Linked DNA regions of Xenopus laevis: region 1 is linked to region 2. Evidence: chromatin contacts called from public Hi-C data. All regions are on one chromosome and are shown on one strand. The core of a region is the stretch at or near the end of the contact, and the rest is flanking DNA. Distances in the headings are between cores, read along the strand shown. Region 1 overlaps rai1.L (retinoic acid-induced protein 1). Region 2 holds the start of rai1.L (retinoic acid-induced protein 1).

The links. Hi-C and Micro-C count contacts between places; a contact is called where the count stands out from the background.
Region 1: a contact with region 2 is called in a Hi-C map of the XTC cell line, with 4 times the contacts expected there. The contact joins the enhancer-like site here to the promoter of rai1.L in region 2. A contact is called at or near these places in 3 of 4 Hi-C or Micro-C datasets (the XL177 cell line, the XTC cell line and animal cap).

The regions. Positions count from the first base shown.
Region 1 is chr9_10L:122,538,071-122,542,719 of Xenopus_laevis_v10.1, reverse strand. It overlaps rai1.L (retinoic acid-induced protein 1), which reads right to left. Exons shown (of 5, transcript XM_018236626.2): 2 at 1-1,509. The coding sequence starts at 1,493. Among protein-coding and RNA genes, the nearest start is that of LOC108701685, 51 kb to the left of the region's middle. Within about 2 kb of position 2,964, at least 1 of the 7 cell types and tissues checked has an H3K27ac peak or open chromatin away from gene starts, as enhancers often do.
Region 2 is chr9_10L:122,440,966-122,445,341 of Xenopus_laevis_v10.1, reverse strand. rai1.L (retinoic acid-induced protein 1) reads right to left here and starts at 2,786. Exons shown (of 5, transcript XM_018236626.2): 1 at 2,571-2,786.

The DNA of each region.
Region 1 (4,649 bases), core at 1,715-4,214, 97 kb before region 2:
GTAGAAATAGATTCTGGTTTCATTTTAGAATTGTTGGCCCTTGCCGGGCTTTGGGCTGAACCACAGTACAAATAGTTCCTTTCAAGTTGGTCCTCTGAGCCACTGAGATAGTCTGTATCTGGAATCTCAGTGTGCACAGACTGAGGGGTACCAAGTGCCTCAGATAAAGGAGTTCCAATCTGCTCAGAAGAATATGTGCTGTTTTCTGGGCTGCAGTGTTGCCCCTTTACTTGCTCAGGAGTCCTTGGAGACGCCTTGATCACTTTCTTCTGAGGAACTCCACTTTTAGAAAGAAGCAGCTGCTGCACGGTGTTGGAGATGTTTTCCACTTGGGATGTCAGAGCCGTGAGGCTTTGCAGGCTAAGATCAGACAGCAAGGTTTCTGGTAATTTGTCATTTTGCAGACTTTTACTCTGAGACTCTGGACTGGACGTTCCTGTGGGTGATGGATTTATAAGAGGCATGTAATGACTGTGGTCGGTCATGCTTAATGGAAATGTACCAGTGTTATGCTGCTGCTGCTGTTGGTTATATTGAAAGCTATCAAGGTTTGGCATGAGAGGAGAGGGAGTAGAGCTGTAAGATGGGGACCTGCCCACTGACCGTGCTGGTGAGTGGCTGGCACTGGGACTGAACGGCTGATAATACTGTTCTGGAGTTCGACTGGGAGTCTCTGATTGGCAGTAAGTTTGATTCTGTTGACTGTAGTGTTGATATTTGGCCATATTTTGGTAGTGCAGTGTCTCCTGAGCATGGTGGAGCTGTGGCTGTTCGTAAGAAGTCATTCGAGTTGACTGGTAGCCATGCATTGCTTGAACCAGCTGACCTGCCGCAGCCATGTTGTGGTCATGCTGAGGGTTGGAGGGGGCTGTGCAGCTCTTGTAAGTGTGGGAGACTTGGCTTCCCCCTGTGACTGTGGAATAGGTTGACGTTGGGAAACTCTGGTTGAAGTGGGAGGCTTGGGAAAAGGATAGAGGAGAGGATGGAACATTGTTCTGAACTTTCTGCCTGGGAATCTTGGCATAGGGCAGGGCCTGTTGCTGTGGGTGATGCAGTGAATGTGAGCGGAACGGGTTCTGCCCAGCTGGATCCTGGTAACCCCTTCCTTCCCCGGGTGTCTTTTTTATTAGGTTTTCCTCGTATTTGGTCCCACCCAAAGTCTGAGATTGAGCCCAATTCTGTAGTCCATCTTCCCCTGTATAATGTCCGGGGTACACATTACCCTCTGAGAAACTGGCAAAAGACACTCTTCCTTGCAGCTGCTGAACAATGATGTGCTTGTCGTCCCTGGGGTACTTCTCCCCCACACTGTTTTCATAGCCTTGGTAGGATGTGTGAGCATAGTAGTTTTTGGTCACCTCCCTGTGCCGCTCACAGTTGAGTGCCGGCTGACTTTGATGTCGGTAATTCTCCAGGCGTGATGACTCTTGTGATGTTGGTTGGTAGTTCTGTTGGTTGCCATGGAAACCACACCTTTCCCGAAAAGACTGCATGACTTGGGCTAGTTATCTGGAATGAGAGGGGAAAAAAAACAAAACAGGAAAGATTTAGATATAGGGATTTTTCTGCTCTTATGATTCTATCATCTACAGCCTGGCACTCGAGACTGCTTGCAGCACTCCTTCCCAATAAGGTTGGGTGCGCAGACTCTAATAAAAAATATATAGTGGAGGACTGATCTGAACATTACATTAAATCATGCACTATGTCTTTGTTCATTTCCATCCTATAGGCAAGGGGAGGGGGGAGGCACAGACACCGGCAATGGACTCAAGGGAAGTCTGTGCTTGATTCTTGTGCCAATTATGGGCGCATGTAACCTTGGGAACGCCACTTTGTCTCTCTTTCTGCTCCAGGTACCATAAAATTAGATTGCAAGCTCTAAAGGGCAGGGACTCTCTGTGCCTGAAGGATATATTTTCCATTCTGCAATAATTCATTTTTAAAATCAGAAGCAACACCTTCAAATATTAGAACAGTAATGATCAGTTTGACACTAAGAGGGAATAAGATAATAGGCTTGCCCAACACCAATCAGCATTAATTTATTTGATGATTGGTTGCTATGGGTTACTAGACCTGGACCAAACTCCTGCTCCTATTATTACATTCCCCTACACTTGACCCAATATTGCAGAAACCAGGCGTGGAACCTCTAACAACCAATTAGTATTTGGCATTTACCAGTCTGCAGTTTGAAGGCAGATTAGGAATTTGTGGAGGGCAGGAGAAGCACATTGGGGGGGGCATTTAGGGGGGGAACAGTTGGCAGTGGAGGGAGAGAGAGAGAATGGAGACCGGCAGCAGAGGGAACATGGAGCATGGTTAGTGCTGAGTGAGTGGGAGAACAGGGGACTGGGGAAAGCGGGTTGATGGGTATTCTGCCTTGGGTGCCACTGGGCACAATGAAGTCCTTGCAAGGCCCCAGATAGTTGTAATTGCACCGTATTAAGGACAACTCTGAAGAATTCTAATCCAACTTTTTTATATTATAGCTGCTATTTCATCAGTCATACTGAGCGTTCCAAATATCTGATAGCTTCCCACAGTGGTGTAACTAGATTTTACTAGGGCCCATAGCAAATAATTTTTCAGGCCCCCAAAATGTCTAGAGGTTGACCTGTTTTACCAATATTCATTGACATTTTATATGAATTAGAGCCTCATGGGGCCCCTATACCTCCTGCCCCCCCCTGCAGCCGCAGGGTCTGCTTCCTCTGTAGTTACGCCCCTGGCTTCTCAAATGTTCTCAATCCCTGTATATGACACACACATATTTCTGCACATATTAGCCGACCAACTGCCCACCTGGCTCCCAGCATCTTCATTCCACACGAGCCTACATGGAACACACGGCCAATCAACACACAGAGTCCATTTCACTGAAGGGAGCTAGGCCCATATTGCCTATGTATGTGTGTTCAAAAGAAAAAGCCAGGAGGTACCTCCCGGCTAAAAACTCGTCCTTCCCTGCGCGCGTTTCCCACAGGACACATTCACTCCACATCACACACGGTGTTTACAGGGCGCAGATTATTGGCGTGTAGAGACGGCCTGGGTGGCTGATACTGGCAGATCACCTCGTTCCAGTTTCACCACACGCGACAACCCAGGGGCTGAGAATATGCGCTCGCCAGATAGGGACGTGTCTCCAATCATTAGGCTGTTTTTTAATAATAAAAAAAGGAGCTTTGAACTGATTTCAGCAACACATTGCTCACCCACGTGCCACGTTCATCAGCATTCTAAAGGGAACGTTACAAGCGGAAAAGATGAAAAAGTGCCCTGATTTTTTCTTTGCAGCTCTCTTAGATCTCCCTCTACTACTTTCCATTGTAAGGTTTAACCCCTGCTATATATCTCTATGTGTTTATTCAAGGAATTAAATACCCGCAGTTGTGAAATACATGGAAATTTGAGCCCCATGCAGTGCTACATGCGACTCTCGATCTTTCTTAGCTGGGCCCAAAATAGTGGAGCTAACAGGTCTCCAAGATCAACTATAACTCTTATTTTCAGAAGAAATCTTGTGTGCCAGTGGCTCTGTAAGAAGAAACCTAGGCATAGAAGGAAGATCACTTAGCACACTGGATAGTTACAATATACATTGAAACCTCAGTTTTGCATACCCTGATTTTAAGTTTTCCTTCATTTTACACCATTTTTTTTTTGCAGTCCCCTTAAAAAACGTAAAATGGGGTTTCTGCTGTCTCTCACACAGATTTCATTCACTGTTATCAAATAAGCAGTGGCAGCGTCCTACTGCCCCCCCCAGCATCAACCCCCTGGCCCTCCAGCAGTAAAATCCTTCCCCCAGTGATGTGCGGGTCCCAACCCTCACCTGTCCTCCCTCAGCCCACACACGCCCGCATCCGACTTCCGGGGTCCTTTTATAGACCAACGCCGCCCCCGCCATTGACCTCACAAAAGCGGTGGGGCCATAAAGCCGGCATTTGAAGGTGGCGGGCGGGGAGAGCAGGAAAAGAGCTCAACCCGCCCCCCGCGAAGAGGAGTGTGAGGTTGGCCCGAACATCACTACCCCTCCCATGTGCTCACGTACTTTTTACAGTGTGTCAGCGTGACCAGGGTCATGGAGGGAGGTAAGGAGAGGGAGTGCAGGGATCGGGTCTGGGCCGGCGGGGCCCAAAAGAGCCAGGGTCCACCGGGTCTGACTTATGCCAGTGGCTCTATATTATTTCACGGATAATTCTACAAATGATATAAAACAAACTCATTCTGTCCCTTCTTAGAACTGCTTATTTGAACTGACATCTAGAGACAAGCTAAACTTACTAACTACAAGCCCTATTTCACTGGGTCCCTTTTCCAGACTCCCACTACGATGTCCCTGCCTTTTTTTTTTACGGAGGCCTCTTGTCTAACACAGTCCTTTTCTGGAAAAAAATACCGGCCTTCCTATATATTTATCTTTTTTTCCCTATTAATAACATTGGGATCAACCATCACTTTTACCGGCCAGGCCGGTAAAATACCAGCCAGGTGGCAACCCTAGTCTGGGCTGAGACCAGGGTCGGACAGCGCTGGCGAGACACTGGGAAAAAAACAGGTTGGCCTCATCAACCCAGACCTGCTCAGTGCTGGTAACCCTGGGCAATGCACCTTTACATGCCCCCCTGGCCCGATTGTGG
Region 2 (4,376 bases), core at 1,537-4,036:
TAGTACAAGTTGATCCAGGGACTGGTCTGATTGCCATTTTGTAGTCAGGAAGGAATTTTTCCCCCTCTGAGGCAAATTGCAGAGGCTTCAGATGGGGTTTTTTGCCTTCCTCTGGATCACCTGGCAGGTTAGAATAGAGTTCAAATGTTGAACTTGATGGACGTGTCTTTTTTTGACCTAAATTACTATGTTATGTAACTGCCATAGATGTAGTGCTAACTTATGTTATGTTAAGACACTATTGTTGTTTATGTCTGTATTTAGCCCCAAGGAGTACATCATTCCTGTGAAAGAGAGGAAGAACTGTGGCAATGGCTTCCATTTAGAATATGAAATTGGTGCCAGATTGGATTTTCAAGCTGTTTCTCACTGTGCCAGTGACTGACACCTGGAAGCGGGCAGGCAGGGAGACAAGTCTGGTAAATACACACAAGTTTTGCCTGTGACTACCCTGCAATCAGTCGCATTGTGGCGTTGTCTTCTGCTGCTGGGCACCTCTGTAATAAGGAAATATTCTGTTCCGAAACAGCTGAAAAGCTCTCCCAGTAGCATTGCTATTCAAACACACATAAACCTTAATCCATACCACCCACAAGTACGTATGATGCTGTGACGGATAAAACCTTTAAGCTAACTTTTAGTATGTTACAGAATGACTAATTCTAGGCAACTTTTCAATTGGCTTTGCTTTTTTAATTTGTAAAGTTTTTTTAATTATTTACCTTCTTCTTCTGACACTTTCCAGCTTTCGCATTGGAGCCACTGACCCCATCTTTAAAAAAACAAATGCTCTGTAAGGCTACAAATGTATTGTTGTTGTTACTTTTTATTACTTATCTTTCTATTCAGGCCTCTCCTATTCATATTCCAGGCTCCCATGCAAATCAATGCATGGTTGCTAGGGTAATTTGGACCCTAGCAACCGGACTGCTGAAATTGCAAACTGGAGAGCTGCTGAATAAAAAGCTAAATAACTCAAAAACCACAAATAATAAAAAATGAAATCCAATTGCAAATTGTCTCAGAACATCACTGTACATCATACTAAAAGTTAATTCAAAGGTGAACAAACCCTTTAATGCCCTGTAACAAATAACATACTGTAATGGAATGTCAGTGCCGTGATCCCAAGTGGGATACTTACATTAAAGTCACCTTAGAATCATCACTCTCATTCTATATCATATTTCACTCAGCCACCAATTTGCTATTTTATATACTCCCTCCCTAATCTTGCCTTACCTTGCATAGGCATCATGGCCACTACTATATTAGCAAGCGCGCGTGTGTGTGTAAGGAGGCTCGCACTCACAGGTATTACAAAGAAATAACAATGTTTATTAGTCAAAAATAAGAACTAACGTTTTTGGCTAGTACTCTAGCCTATATATTACATACATATATATATACACATACATATACATATATATATATATATATATATATATATATACACACGTATAAATCATCTAGCTGCCCTTAATTCCTAGGGAAATCCTAAATCCTTGTGACCAACTTCTCACTACCAGCCCTGGCTCTCTAACCTACAGCTGACAAACAGGGGGGACGGTTTTGTTATAGTCACACACCGCTGCACCGTTATAACCCCCACGTGAACACAGTGGATGCCAAGGGCTGGAGCATTATGACGTCTGTTGGGTGCGATCTTTGTCTGGGGTCAAGGCGCCACAAGAAAGTGTGTGTTTGCAACGACATTGTAGTCACAAAGAAAGCACTCATTACAGATACATTTAGATAATAAAAGGAAAAAAATAAATTTTATATATATATATATATATATATATATATATATATATATATATATATATATATATATGTACATTGAAGGCCTAATAGTGCCACCTTGCACTTCCTTCAGCCTAATAGCTAAGGGGTTAAATGCCACCTTGCACACCCTCTAGTTCAGCAGCTAAGAAGCTAAGTGCCAACTTGAACTCCCTCAGGTCCAGCAGCTAAGTGGTTAAATGCCACCTCGCACCACCTCCAGTCGAACAGCTAAGGGGTTAAATGACACCTTGCACCCCCCTTTGGTCCAGCAGCAGCTAAGAAACTAAGTGCCACCCTGCACCCCCTTCAGTCCAGCAGCTAAGGGGTTAAATGCCACCTGGCACCCCCTTTGGCCCAGCAGCTAAGGGGTTAAATGCCACTTTGCATCCCATTGGTCCAGCAGCAGCTAATAAACTAAGTGCCACCTTGCAGCCAGTCCAGTAGCTAAGGGGTTAAATGCCACTTTGCCCCCCCTCCTGGCCCAGTTCAACATCAGCTAATAAACTAAGTGCCACCTTGCAGCCAGTCCAGTAGCTAAGGGGTTAAATGCCACTTTGCCCCCCCCCCTGGCCCAGTTCAACATCAGCTAAGTAGCAGCCAGTCCAGTAGCAAAGGGGTTAAACAGCCCAGTCCAGTACAGCTAGGAGGGGTGTCAGTCAGGAATAAGGGGGATCAGAAGACGAATAAGGGGGTTCTGCTTTGGGGGGGGAGGGTACAATACATGATTAGTTGGTTGAACGGACACATTCTCCCCATTAAGTGCAGCCCCTCTCGCCACTTACCTCTCTCCCCCGCCAGCTCTTCAGTGTCGGGTCCCTGTGGGCGCAGACCATGCGCGGGGGGATCTTCTCCTCTAATCCGGCAGAGCTCGGGGCAGTGGCAATCAGGCAGGTGAGTAGTGGCCGCTCCAGCGCTCAATATCGCTACAAAGAGTCGCACAGGAGGCTGCACTGAGTGTAGCAGGAGGGAGGGCAAATAGGTATGACGCCAAGGTCAGGAGCGCCCCCTAGTGGTGAATTCAAGTGGCTAGAGACACCTACAGGGATCATCTCCTCCCACAGCTGAGATTAACCCCTGCAGCAAGCACAATGTGGGACCCTCACCCAACAAGGGAGAGGAAGGAAGCCAATCACATCTGCACCTGCACCTGGTTGTAGCCCATGGGCAAAGAACAACAACACTGGGCACAATCCGCTATAAATACTGACATTTCAATTTCCCAGTAACAGTCCCCCAGCCCAATGACTATGGCCTCTTATAGCAGCCCCTATGACATTTGCCAGAACCCACCAACTGCCAGTTCAGGCCTCAGTTCAGGCCTGCACCTTTCTCACAGCTAATTGGGTCAAGCCCAGAAACTGGGTCACCAACCCCAAAACTGGACCTTAATATCGACTTTGATGGATCTTACCAGCATGTCCCTGACGTTTTTGGGCCATGCCATGCGCACTATTTGTCTCTATTTTCAGCAGGATAATAATAGCTGCTATTTTTACCCCATAGGGACACAGGCCTTTGTTTCCCCTGCTGGTGGGACGCTGGGAATTTTTGTTTTAACAGCAGCTGGTAGATATATATATATATATATATATATATATATATATATATATATATATATATATATATATATATATAGTCATATATTTTATGTGTTATACAATTACACATGTCCCTGTGGTATGGTGACTAAAGGCAAATAACTTTTCTGCCCAAGCCTAAAACCAGCAGTGATAAAGGACACTCTGTGCGACAATATAGTGTGACTTGCCTCATAGGAACCAATGGAAACTATTTTTAAGTACTCACATTGGGGGAACTGCTGGTACTTGCCCCAGCTGATGATGCCTCTTAATGTGCCCCTGGTCCCTTAGCTGTGCCCCCAGGGGAAATACCAACAGAGGAGAGATCCCATTGGAGACTAAGAAGAGCCCAATTTAGGCTTGAGAAAGGTTCTGTGTTATTTATACCTGCCCTTTGTATCCATAGGGGAACGCTGGGCCAGGTAGGGCCACTCAAGCATAGGTAAGATCTATTGCAGTGACACTGTGTATATTGGCACCATTCCCCCACCTCCCAAAATTTGAATATTAAAATATATCCTGACCATGTCCTGTTATTCTCAGGAACCCATTTAAATCCACTCTCCAATAAGTCCTCCCTGTTTAAGGGTGGTGGGAGGTACACTGCAGCTGCTACAGGAATTATTTATGCAGAGACATTTTCTGTATTAGTTGCCCTTTAAGCAACTAATGTTGTTGCCTTACAGTTCTTTTTATGTTCTCCCCATGTAAATTAACTTTTAGCATGATATAGAGGGTGATATTCTGAGACCATTTGTGACTGGTTTTCAGTTTTTATTATTTATCGGCTTTGAGTTATTTAGCTTTTAATTCAGAAGCTCTCCAGTTTACAATTGTAGCAATCTGGTTGCTAGGGTCCAAATTACCCTAGCAACCATGCACTGATTTAAATAAGAGACTGGAATATGAATAGGAGAGGCCTGAATAGAAATGTGGAATGAAAAGTAACAACAACAATACATCTGTAGCCTTGCAGAGCGTTTGCTTTTAAGATGGGATCTGTGAACC